2 separate regions of the Gasterosteus aculeatus genome follow, and region 1 is linked to region 2. Evidence: chromatin contacts called from public Hi-C data. All regions are on one chromosome and are shown on one strand. Each heading gives the region's core, a stretch centred on a gene start, on an enhancer-like site or on the middle of the called end of the contact. The rest is flanking DNA. Distances are from core to core; before and after follow the strand shown. Region 1 overlaps slit1a (slit homolog 1a (Drosophila)). Region 2 holds the start of slit1a (slit homolog 1a (Drosophila)).

Region 1 (6,752 bases), core at 1,068-3,567, 71 kb before region 2:
TTCCATGAACAAACTTCAGAGCGCCTACACAGAGAAAACCCACCTGCATCACAGAGCCCCCCGGTGTAGCCGCTCTCGCAGTGACAGTAGGCCTCTCCCGTGTCCGAGATCTGACAGCGGCCGTGTTTGCAAGACAGGCGCCGGCAGGGGTTGAACAGCTCACCCTGTTGGTTACACAGGGCGCCGCGGTAACCCTCCTCACACTCGCAGCGATATGACTGAGGGTCCAGAGGGATGCACTTTCCATGCACGCACCTAGTAACACACAGTCACGTTGATCAAATTCCCCACAAGTCAAGTAAGTTTATGGTTTGAAAGCAGTGTCATGGATTTGATGCATTGAAAGCCACCAACTACATTCACTGTTGTTGTATGTTGCCTACTTTAGGTCGGACTGAGGTAGCTCACATGTTGTAGTAGTATAAAAGCTAGTTTCTTTAACACCTAAAACATATGAAATTAAAATGTAGAAGTGTGCCTTACAGAAGGTTGACAAACCATAAACTAAATGATGTATGATACCCGATGATGATCTATGTATGATGATCTATGTACAAAGTTATGAAACAGCCACAGAAAATGTCCCTTGGGTCGTAAAAGTATTGTTTATGGCTTTTTTTCTGCAGGACCTGATAAATCCTGATTCTTTAGGACCTTTTTGCTGACCTCTGCTTTTAATCAAACAGGTTTTTGGATGCACTCCATGTAATCATAAATCTTTACATTGTCCTCTCTTACTTAAGTAAAGGATTTTAGCGCTTCTTTCACTACCGCCCGTTGTGTGAGCAGACAATGGGCACTAAGATGTCTGCTGTTAAATACGGTGTTTCCGTTCACTAACGTACTTGGTGCCCTGGCAGGGGTTGGTGGCTGTCTGATCGCACTGCGGCCCAGTCCAGCCTGGCTGGCAGTGGCACACTGGTCCCTGGAAGCCATCGGGCTGGCATATGCCGTGCACGCAGTAGATCTTCTTGCAGGGCTCGCAGCCCGGTACCACGCCAGGCTTCATCTGTGTCTTGGTGAAGTCCTGGAGCTCATTGTTGATGTATAGATTCTGAATGCATCCATGGAAACTGGAACCGTTCTGGAGCTGCCAGAGACGGAAAGCGCCGGAGTGCACGGCCACCGGCATTCCTGGAGCAGGAGGGGAAAACAGGGGACTTTAATAGGTGTGAAGTCCTGCGTCGTGGATCACAAACAGACAACCAATACGGGGCTGGTATGAGCGTAATGAGGGAAGGCATTTCAAATATGGGTATCCCAACAGCGCATATGCCATTTGTCAAATTAACATACGTGGGCTTTGTAGCATTTGCACCACAGGACACATCATCTTTGAAACAAATGAAAGCGAAGGGCAAAGTGGGAAAATGTCTCCTGTAGAGTCGTTTTAATGACGAATGTACGGCTCAACAAATCACTGAAACACACCGTACCCATGCTGCGTCAGTCATGAGCAAACTGTCATGTCAACACCAAAGCTAGTAGTGCATGACAACGAATGAAAGAAAGGCCTTTTGCGTATCTTTCAGCAAAAACTTCAAATGATGTGGATGCCAAGATGGGCTAAACCATCAAAGAGGTGCAGTGTTTCTACAAACACATGCGTGCAAATACAGAACAAATCTCACTGGTAGTTCCCATGATCGTCACTAGAGGGCACACTTTACATTTGTGAGAGTTGCGTTTTATCTGTCAAGGCGAAATGGGTTCTTGGCGTTTTATTCGTTGTGAATTGGACACGCAGTCATGACTGAAGGTGGGGATGGTGCGGGTGGAGGCAGGATGGGGCTGAAGGGGGTTGCACGGTCGAGTGGAGGGGTTTGGTTGCAGCGGTGACAAAGCGAGGGGGGAGGGGGGGTGATTGACAGTAGTGTAGTAGTTAAGAGTGCCTGCAGAGGAGGGAGGTGTGTTCTGGAGAGGGCCCCTACCCCCCACGTATAGTGGAGCCTCCCCGTTCAGGGGCCGCACCGCCCCAAAGCTGTCCATTGTTGTGGGGAGACCCCCGTCGATGGACAGGTTCACCATCTGGTCAAAGGTCACGAGCTCAACGGTGTGGAACTGGCCATCGTTGATAGTCTCAGTACTGCCAAAGGAAAACAAGAGATTGGACATCTTTCCATCGGCTGACGGCGACAGAAACGCTCGCGGCCTCAAAGGCAGCTCACCTGTAGATGGCGTATCCTGGCTGGCTGCCAGGGTCATAGCTGACCTTGACGTGACCTTGGTAGAGCTCCACAGCAATATGATCATTGTCCCCATTGTACAGCAGGATCCCGTTGTCCTCAGCTGTTGACACCTGCGGAGGGGAGACGTTTGCGTTTTGAATAGTTCAGGTCCGTACACACAGATATCAAACCCACGCATGTTCACACATCAGCACACCGGATACCTGCAAGGTGATGTTGGCCTGCGGCCAGTTCTTGAGGTCCGAGAGCAGCAGGTACGAGTCTCTGTCGATGAAGTTGACGCTGACCAGCTTCTCGCAGCGGGGACCCCCGAACTCCGGGGGGCACTGGCAGAGCGCGCGCCCGCCCCGCTCCAAACACGGGGCGTTGTTCTGGCAGTCGGCCAGCTCGCACAAGGACAGCGCAGATGGGAGGAACTCACACAGCTGGCCGCTACGGAGGCACAGAGAAGGAGGGCGGCGTTGGTGGTGAAGCAGATGAAAAGGCGCCGGCGCGTTGGGTCGAACGTGCGCTGCGCTCACCTGTATCCTTCGGGACAGACGCAGGCGTATCCGTTGAGCTCATCCACACACTGAGCTCCATTCTGGCAGCGATGCTCCTCGCAGTCGTTGTAGTCTACGCTGCAGTCGTCGCCAACGTAACCAGGAGAGCACACACACCTGAGACACACGGACCAGAACACTGGAATCAGGGCAAAGCGACATCCTGGTTTCGTCTATTTGTCAGCATGTGATAGAGTCACAGTTGGTTGCTGCATCCGAACACTTACTTGGGGCCATTGGAGGTGATGAGGCAGGTAGACTGATGTTTGCAGGGGCTCCGTCCCGGGGCACACACGTCCTCCATTTCTTCGCACATCTCCCCTACAGCGAAATGAGTATTAGAAAAAACTGTTGCACATGACGGAGAAAGAACCATCCTGCCAAAACAGCAACGGAACGTAATCGAATCAATTTTTACATTTTAACAAAGTCAAATCAGTTCAAAGATATATAACTAGACTGTATTGTAAGAAGTATCAGACTCGTTAAAAACAACGGTAATATATATAATGTATTTTGCAGTGCACTTGCTACTTGAGTCAAACTGTGCTGCATGAACTAACCCGTGTAGTAGGGGGGACAAAAACAAGTGTAGTTGTTGACTCCATCGAGGCAGGTGGCGCCGTTCTCACAGTCGTTGTCCTCACATTCGTCAATGTTGGTTTGGCAGGTGGGGCCCTCGAAGCCCAGTGGACACGTGCAACTGAGAAGAATGTACACGGTCATTGCCCTCATCGTTTTCAAGTTCTTTTGAGATAAACACGACTTCAAAAGCTTGGCCTCCTCACCTGTATTGTCCCTCCTCGCCGTCATTCACTTGGCAGGTTCCTCTATTGGCACATGGGGAACTCAAACAGGCATCAAGAGCGGTCTCACAGTTCTTTCCCTGAGACCGTGAAAGACAAAGACAAATCACATTCATAATTCAATCATTCTTTGGCTATAAATCATGCATCCTGCAAGGCATAGAGGATATTCACAAATGGGCGCTAGCATCGCGCAGCTCTGACCTTGAATCCTGGAGGACAGCTGCACCTGTAGATCTCCACCATGTCGCTGTGACAGATGCCGTGGTTCAGACAGGGACTCGACACACAGGGGTTGCACTTGGCCACCACTGTAGTGTCCACGTCGCCTGAGAGACACACCAGAGCGGAAAAAAACAATGAATCGCACGTAGATACCAGTGCTGCTCATGTTATACATCTGTGTCCGTCCCAACTGCTCACCTGTACATTCAAACTTCTTGGCAGGTGTGGTGAGCAGCAGTTTGCCCTCCATGCCCTGCGGGCCGGCGCAGCGGGCGATGCCGGGCTCTTTGTAGCTGGTCTTCACCCAGTCGGACAACCAGCGCAGGTGACAGTCACAGTGCAAGGGGTTCGCACCAATTGCCCTAATAGGTAGATAAACGTGTCAATGGTCTCAGGATTCCAGGTTATACTTTTCAGCCTCATTTAGTTCAGAAGCAAATTCTGCCATCCACTGTAATACGCCGTGTTACCAACAGGTGTCTCTACAGCGTTACGTGAAATCAAAACAGCCCAATTTTGAGTGCCGTAGAAATAAACCGCTTTTTCCTCAAAGATTAAACAAGATTTAAAGTTGAATGCTCCAGGCCACTTTGTGCATGCATCATCTGGAGAAGGGCTTCTCAATTATAGACAAAGGTGCAAACAGAAGGCACTCCTAACCACTTCTGTCACGGTGGCCGTGAATCAATGCCGCTCTGTCCTCCCGCTGCATGCGCAAACACTCGTGAATCGATGCTGTTCCATTACGGTGGAACACAGGCTCATCTTTCAGGCCCGGCCAATAGCTGACATCTGACATCTGCCAACATGAAAGCCACTTGACTGCGACTGTGGATCAATGGCTGCTCCGCGTACCTTCCTTCACCATGTTTTCCTGCAGCCTTGACTGCTGTACAGCCATCCAAAATATGTCTTTGTTTAGTCCTCTCTGCCCCCCACCACCCTCCCACCCTTCCACCTCCAACTGAGACACTGATCGGTCTATTGATCAGTGGCCGTCAAGGGAGGATGCGAGTATCCAGGTTGTATGGCAGAGGGCAGACTGCAAAGATACCGCACTGTGACACTACGATTACCGTTTCACACACGTCCACTAGTACATGCACAAGCGCACTACGCCTCACGCAGGATTACAGACATAAACATACACAGACGTCTACAGAACATGGTTAAACCGGTGTGTGTGTGTGTGTGTGTGTGTGTGTGTGTGTGTGTGTGTGCATGTGTTTCGGAGATGTGACAGGGAGATGAGACAGTACTGGGTTCTGTGTGCTACTTTGACCGCAGGACTGCGGTTGATTTTTTTGGGGGGGGGTTGGCTCATGTGAAGCCCACCAAAGAGGACTACAGACAGGCCACTGTGAGCCACGCGCTCCGGCTGCCTGACCGGACCCCCCTCTGTGCCTGAATTTGCGTTACTGCTTGTGCTACTTACAAGTGGGAAAGCGACGCCACGTCGTTGAAGATTCCATCAGGAAGCTCTGAGATTTCGTTGCCATGGAGAGACCTGCGGGGTGATCAAGGAGAGAGAGGAAACATGATGACCATAGAAATACTTCATCACTGGAAGGAAATTATGCTTGGTGTAACTTTCCTCTCATATTAGACAATTAATTGATAAAAAAAAAACAGTCAATTCATGACCTTTAAAGTAAAGCCAAAAGTTTCATACTACAGTTTCCAAATTTTGCTGGTTTTGGTATTTATATTATGACATAATGTTGAATATCTTTTGCAGAGACAAAACAAGTTATTTGTTAATGTAATGTTGTGGAATTGTGGAGTTTGGAGACCAACCGGCCCGTCACAGTCTTCTAACATTTCGTAGTCAAAGGGAATCAAGTTTAATTGAGCAGCGAATCGATAATGACAACTTTGACCCCTTTGAAGGATATTTTAGTGTCGCTTTGGGTGGTCATTTCGGCTTTGTACATTTGGCTAAGCCATAGACAGCTGGCGGAGATATGAGGGTCTATAAGTACGTACACGACGGGTGTCGGGTCTCTATGTGTGACTGGCTGACACCAAAGAAGGAGGTAGAGTCGCACAACATGCACGAGGGTGGAAAAACATTAGTGTAATTGTCTGTGTGAAGATTTACAGGTATATTAATGTGTTTGCATACTTAAGCACATGCATTACATTGATTTGTATAGCTCACACACTATACTTGATTTACTGCCATTTCCTCTGGTGTTCTGTGTATACTATCAAGGCTGACAAGGAAACACGGCTTAATGGCCAAATGACTGATGGCTGCTGTAAGCCGCAGGGTCGTCACCACCTCCAACCCTCGGCTGACCGCAGCTAATGTCACCACGGTCTGCAGCACAAAGACACGCAGCTCTCTGCGCCTGGATGGTCGGTACCGGTGGGTAGACATTTTTTTGTGTGATTAACTGTGGATTAACCGTAAGCCGGTGAGTCAGAGGAAAGAATACAGAAAGCAAAGCTGGTCGATGAAAGGATGTAGAGACACGCTTACGCAGGAACGGGAGAATATACAATGTGACCGTCTGAGACAACATGCTAATTGGCCCGCGTGCAGGGGGGAGCTTATTAGTGTGGAGTCACTAGTTGGGTTGCGGCAGTCGGGAGTTAGGATGCTGAGGGCGGGAAGCCAGGCGCATTGTGCCAACTACGCAGAGATCTCATGGGAGAAAGGAGCCAGGGAGTCTCCAGGAAGGAACCTGATCCGCTCTCCTGCTAACGTTCTCTCTGTCTATCCTTTTTTTACTTTTCTTTTCTGCAGCTGTAAATCATTTGACCGCTCCATCTTAGCTAAGTCAATCTATCTTTAGCTTGGCACAAACCTCGGAATGGAATCGCATTCGATGTCTCTGGAGAGATAATATGATGGTTTATGACAGTGTGCACAGATCTTTAAATTGTTCAAACGGGCTTGTTCACGTGCAAGAAGTTAATAATGTTTTGTGATTTTTTTCAGATCTCCAAGCAACATGCTCTGAGCATGATGTGATACTGGCATT
Region 2 (6,639 bases), core at 207-2,706:
CCAAACATAACTCAATCCAAGCTGCCCACAGGACGAGCCAGCGGATCCGTCTCTGGCTGAAACTTTACGTTAAAAACTTCACCTTTGGATTTCTAAATGTTTGGATCATCAGAAAGAAAATCAACTTAGACAATTAAATATTTGGCTTTCTGGATTTAGAATAAAATCTAAAATACACGCAGTAAGCAGGTAAGTAAATTATGGACACATGTGAAAGGGACACATCTGCTCCGTCTTGTCCCTCATGCCTATTTATACCTGACTGGAATGCCAGCCACTGACTGACACACACACACACACACACACACACACACACACACACACACACACACACACACACACACACGCAGCTTTACAGGCAAAGCTATTGTTCTCTTTCAGTCCAAGCAAAGTCATGTGCACCACTACAATACAGAAAGCACACAAAGGCCTACAGTGAATAAATAAGAAAGGTGGACACAGTTAGTAGTCATCTATCACACACACACACACACACACACACACACACACACACACACAGGAGTACAGTTGGTACTTACAGTCTTTCGGTGGTGCGGGGGATATTCCGTGGCATGGTTTTGAGACCCAGTCCATGGCAGTCGACTGTGGTGCCGCTGCAGGTACACAGGGCTGGACAGGCACTGACATTGCCCACGAGCAGCGCAGAGAGCATCACCACCCACATCCAGAGCCCAGCCCGCCTGCCCGTGCCTGCCCCGAAACGGCCACCTCCGACGGACATGTTCACTGCCACTGCAGCCAGCTATTCTTCAACAAAACCCGTACAAAAGAAAGTCCTGCTACACCTGGCAAGTCCTCTAAAAATAGCAATATAATGTGTGGTGAATATGAATAGAGAACAAGGCTATAAAAAGAATTCTATTATTTTCCTCTTAGCTGTGAAACAGTAATTCCTTTTTGTTCTTCTAGCTTTCTTTGATGTAGGTATGAGATCCACCACAGTTTGCTGACAAAAAAAGCTTTTTTTCTTTCTCTTATTTTTCTCCTTGAAAACTATTTTCCTCTCTTGTCTTTTTGGAGTTGCTGTGCTGCGCGCGCTCTGCGTCCTCTGTCCTCCTCTCACTCAGTCCCGCGCTGCTCTGCTCGCCTGAAGAGAGAGGGAACAGGGAAAGAGCAGAAAGAGAAAAAAAAAACAGCCAGTCTCTCAGTCTCTCTCTCTCTCGCTCGCTTACACACACACACACCAGTCATCCATCACATGGATCTACAAATAGCAGAGCCTCCCGACTCCACCCCTACCCCTCCTCTCATACCCCCCCTCCAGCCCCCCCAGAACCCTGCCTGAACTCACTCTCATTCTCAAGATCCCTCTTTCGTTCCCTTGATTCTACGCACAATAGAATAACGGCCCCAGTTATCTTTGGTTATCCGTTTTCTTTTTCTTTCTGGTTTGCCTGCAGGCAAACCCCTTAGAAAGAGACCTGCATGACACTGCATAACCCCTTCCCAAAGGGAGAGGCTCTGTGTGTGTGTGTGTGTGTGTGTGTGTGTGTGTGTGTGTGTGTGTGTGTGTGTGTGTGTGTGTGTGTGTGTGTGTGTGTGTGTGTGTGTGTGTAACGAAGGCGAATCCACTGGGAGAGAGACGAATCAACACCTTAGTCCTCGGAGGCAAAAAGCATCAAGAATATAGAATCTGTAAGTGTGAGTTTCAACATGTAGATCAAGCACACGCACACTGAAGCTGCAGCAGGGAGCTGAATGAAAAAGCACAAAGACACACAAGCACGTCCACACAAACGCATTAACAGTATTTATGATCTGTTGGGAAGGCAAACAAACAGCAACAAAGGCGCTAACTGGCACACGATCCACCTCTTAACGGCTTAAGAAATCGTTTGATTAAAAAGTGGACGTATTAGAGCGCAGTGGTTGTTGACAGTGTAATTGCAGCTTTCAGGGAACTTTTCCAAAAGCAAAGTGATGAATCAGTTGGCGGAATCGCAAACCAGTGTTCTGGATGTGGGCAGGAAACACGCTTCTCGTTTTGTATGGGTTTATGTTCACAGCTCGCAGCACAATTAAACAAATAGTCACACTTTCAAATAAGGTGAAGGGAGTTGAGAGAAGTTACAAACAAAAAGGAGCAACAAGAAGCACTTATTGCATAACTGTCACTGAACTAGTGTAATTAATAGATCCTAAATATCTGTGAATCTGCATAAAAATCCAATAATGAATTGCCATGTTATTATACACAGTGTATGTATGAGGTACTAGTTCAACAGCCCCTCATGAAGGGGAGTGCACTGGCAACGAAGGAGGTAATGATGCCTCATTGGTTTGCTGCCTTTTAGCCTCTGATTCAGCATTAATCCTGAATGATTCATTGCTCGCTCATCCGGAGATTCACAGATATTGAAGAACTTGTTAGACAACAGCTCATATATTCATCTGCAAAGCATCCCCAGTTTATATAATGATTCAGAAGGAAATACTAATATTGATTAATTAGCAGTTTACTTGGTTTTAAACTACAGTTTAAAAAAATAAATAAGTTTGATACTTCGATAAAACTAAACAAAAAGTAACAAATTCCTCAGCTACCGTTAACTTTAACTAAAATCAGGCAGGAAAGATGCAAGAGGCAACATCTGAGTTTGGGGTTCATCCGTCCTGTTTTGTTGCTTGCCCAACTGGAAACACACACATATGCTGAGCCGTGAATGTCTGTACATGTGCAGGTGTGCAGGTGTACACACACACACACACACACACACACACCGCAGTGTTGAGCTTCCTTCTATGAACGGCTAATTGAAGAGGAGAGAGTAGTGTTTAGGGGTAATGGGGGGTGGATGTTCATCCCTCCACTCTCATAGAGTCGTGATAAGAATGTACACAAAACGCACAACAGGAATCATTCTGCTGCTCTCAAAGCCTGTAGAAGAACATGGCAGCAAATTACGATTAGTTTGGGAAAGGAGGCGTTGCAAAAAACCCAAGCGCTCACCAACAAATGACTCCGATGAGGAAATAGCTGCACTTAATGGAGAAAGGTAGAGACGGAGTGAGGGATTCATTGAACATCATCCTCCAGCTTGTAACCCAACGTTTACACAGACGAAACCGGCTGCTTCTCCGTTGTCTCAAAAAGGGGGGGAAAGCAACAGAGAAGTGCTCAAACAGAAAGGAACCAATTTTAGCATCAAGAAAATTCCACAGCATGCTTCAAATAGTAGTTGTGTCTATTTCGAACTCGGCAGAGAAAAAGAAAGAATGATTATCACGCTGTCCATTGTTGGGAAAAGAAAACTATGCTGAAGTCTACAAAAATATTTCCACCTAGAATTTTTCCCCCTTTTCGTGTGGTCTACATCTGTAGCGTAGACGGAATTCAGTTGCCACTGAAGGTCATTTTAGTGCACACATTCAAATCACATCCCCTCATCATATATGCTTGTGGGTTTGTGTGCACACCAGATGATGTAAAGTTGATTGCAGTATGTCTGAATCATTTTACAGTCATGGTGCTCACTTCCGAGTAGGAATGCTGCATGTAAAACAATACCATTCCTATTGTGGAAGCTGTCTGATGTATATTTACAGAAGACGAGAAAAAGCAGACCCATTTCTCCAGATGTTTACAACATATACTTACAATACCAAACATGCGTTGACATGGACACCATAATGACACAGAGACATTCCTCCTATTGGAGAGCAGCCTATTCTGTTACTATTCACCCTCCAACTCTGTAAAAATACCTTTCATTCAGGCCAATCGCTTACTGCAGACAGTACAGATGTCCTAATGTTCACCTTCAGCGACGTATTGATACTCAAAAAGGTACTAAGATTGGCCATGTTTACTTCAGTTTGTTAGTTAAGTTTAATTATTATTATTATATTTAGGGTGTTAAACATAACGAGTAGTTTACCGGCAGATTTCTCTCATAAGGGTGTCGTCGACAACAGTCTCTGTTTCAGGCAGACGAATCATTTGCAGCTAAACAGCAGCACCTTGTGGTTCCGAATCAGTTATTCATCAATCCCGAAGAAAGAAAAAGTGGCAAAAACGGCAGAGAGTTCATAATTCATCCATCCTACATGTTTAATATAATATATGTATATACATGTGTTAATGTTTCAAATGAAAGGACATGGATCTCGGCTTGATTTCTTTTAATAGCAGTGAGTTGCATAGATTCTCAGTAGCATCAGTTGGCACGTTGACCAAACGTCACAGTATAATTGAGTTGCAAAAGCTTGTAACAGGCGATGTGAGCTACATGTGATCGGAGAGGCCGATATTTTAAGACAATGAGCAGGTTCAAGTTGCACCTGGTTATAAAACCACAAGAAAAGGGAGAAAACGCATTTGTCTTCATTAACCTTTGAAAATAAAAAATAAAAATAGAACAAAAGAATTATACATTTACTTGAAGTAAAAAGTTGAATAATTCTAAAAACATAAATGCATATTAAACCATAAAAACCAATGCATATTAAACCATAAAAAGCAATGCATATTAAACAATAAAAAACAAGATGTGTTTAAAATAGCAGTAGTTTTTAGGTATCACAGTATTCTTTAGTATAACGTGTGGGGTGTTGGGAAGGAAGAGAAAACTATTGATATAAATCATATAATCTACACAAGATGTTGCTTTGGTTTTTAACTGTGTGCCTCCATTCTCTACTTTAATTTACCAATATCTGAATAAATTCTTTATCGGAATTTTAGCATTCACCAAATGTTATCTGGAATTTTAAAGAGGATATCTTTAATACAATGTTTCATTATAAAGAAATGAAAGATATTTTCAATTAAAAGGCACATATCAGATTCAAAGTCAAAGTCTTGTTCCCATTGCATTAAAATTTGAACTAAAGCTACTATAACTTAAAAAGTAAAATTTAAATAGAAAAGCCTGCACTTCACACCGTGTCAATACATATGATACAAAAATAAATACATTTGCAAATTAAAACCTAAATAGCCACAAATTCATTTGAGTAAATGCATCTCACTCGCTGAACATTGTGAACGAACACGGAATAAGGACTTTAAGATGAATGCCGAGAGGCAACTGGTCAATTTCAATGATTTAAAAGAATACATGGAAAATCCTCACTATTGTCTATTTAACCCCTTCTGCGTAGCTTAAGTAAAACTTGATAGACCAAAAGGGAAAGTGAGGCCAGGCTTGTCTGTGGCGAACCACAGCACCAGAACACTCAAACAACGGCACCAGGAAAACCACTCGGCACTGGTGGACGACACTTTTAGGAGGGAACTTTGCTGTCCCAAACATGTAAATGGCATACTTTGACTGCATTGGGATGAATTAAAGATGATTTCTACTCATACGCTTATCCATAGGTGCCCATGGTCATCATCACAGGGGAATATTTTCAGCCTCTGTGACCACAACAGTGGTTGAGGAAGATACGCGGTGCACTTTATTGGTCTGAGATACTCACTCCTACACAGCTGCTGATTTCTCTTGCGATGGGCCGCCGGCTGGAGGACTCCGAGGACTATTTTCTTTCTCTGCTAACACTTGGCTTCCCATCACCTTCCTCTGTTTTGAGAAACAAAAGAACTTTGCTGGGAGATATCCACAGGGTAGAGCGGTATTCATGATGACATTTTACACTCAAAACAAACTAAATGCAATTTAAAATGCTTTTCATCTAAATGCACTGTAATGTTATGGTAGTATATGTAAGACAGTGCCGTCTGACTTTGCAGAGTTTGAGTGTTTTAGTGGTACCAGTAATGTATGAACTATAACCCGTAATTAACTGGCTTTGTCGGTGCAAGCTCACCGTCGGGAATCTGAACAGAACAGAATGCGGCCAAAAAGTAGCGGCCATCGCTGCACACAGTACTGCCAACAAACCTTGATCATTCCACCCAGAGAGCGCGAGCGCCAGTGTTTCCTGCTGAACGCCGTCCGTGAGTCAGCTGAAGGGGTCAAAGGCTGCTTATCAAACTACACAAAAAAAAAAAAACATATTTAGGTGCTGGGTTGCAAAAAGTTGTGTGTGCTCTTTCTCCTTACAATGGGTACCGTACCTGTCTGATGAGCTTCTTCTTTTTGGCGGATTCAGGCATGTTGTTTACCTGCTGGTACAGCTCTCTGAGGGCCGATTCAGTGTAACTTTGGGTCTCACATGAGCTGCTGGTGGAGGTGCTGCGGACTCCACTTCTGATTGTTTTCATGGAAGGAGAAGGGGAGGCAGCTGTGTCAGCAGATGTGTGCCCACCTTCAGTCCCAGAACAGAGTACCAGGTCATCCTAGGAAGGTAAAACGTAACATGTGACCAGTTATTCTAATGTTGTTACCTCACTACAACCCAAAACTCCTTTCAATAGATCATCACAAGAAACATAATGCTGCAGAGTCACACGCCAGCAAACATTGCACCCTGTTTCCCTTCCCATCACATTGTCATATTGGGGAGGGGGGGGGGGGAACTCATCGCCCATTGAAGTTCAAGTTAATTTTATTTTCACAGCAGAAGTGATGTATGGTTTCCTACAGAATAGATCTATACCTTCTTGTTAATTAAATAAACTAAATAGACATATCCTATTTACAACACGGGGTGTCATCAGTATCTTTGCAATTTACAATTCTCCTCTGGTCTCCGTACAGTGCACAGCGGAGT

What was found. A called contact is a pair of places that touch in the nucleus more often than the background predicts.
Region 1: a Hi-C map of tail fin shows a contact between it and region 2, with 7 times the contacts expected there. The contact joins the enhancer-like site here to the promoter of slit1a in region 2. A contact is called at or near these places in 5 of 6 Hi-C or Micro-C datasets (liver, skeletal muscle, tail fin and 1 more).

Annotation. Positions count from the first base shown.
Region 1 is chr6:11,488,301-11,495,052 of fGasAcu3.hap1.1, reverse strand. slit1a (slit homolog 1a (Drosophila)) reads right to left here. Exons shown (of 36, transcript XM_040178712.2): 24 at 5,198-5,269; 25 at 3,961-4,124; 26 at 3,742-3,866; 27 at 3,520-3,617; 28 at 3,295-3,434; 29 at 2,959-3,052; 30 at 2,711-2,848; 31 at 2,393-2,621; 32 at 2,169-2,299; 33 at 1,932-2,086; 34 at 846-1,134; 35 at 44-255. Among protein-coding and RNA genes, the nearest start is that of LOC120821127, 33 kb to the left of the region's middle. Within about 2 kb of position 2,317, at least 1 of the 9 cell types and tissues checked has open chromatin away from gene starts, as enhancers often do.
Region 2 is chr6:11,416,712-11,423,350 of fGasAcu3.hap1.1, reverse strand. It overlaps slit1a (slit homolog 1a (Drosophila)), which reads right to left and starts at 1,456. Exons shown (of 36, transcript XM_040178712.2): 1 at 540-1,456. The coding sequence starts at 742. LOC120821000 (rho GTPase-activating protein 19) reads right to left here. Exons shown (of 10, transcript XM_040179318.2): 8 at 6,044-6,265; 9 at 5,868-5,960; 10 at 4,129-5,546. The coding sequence ends at 5,448.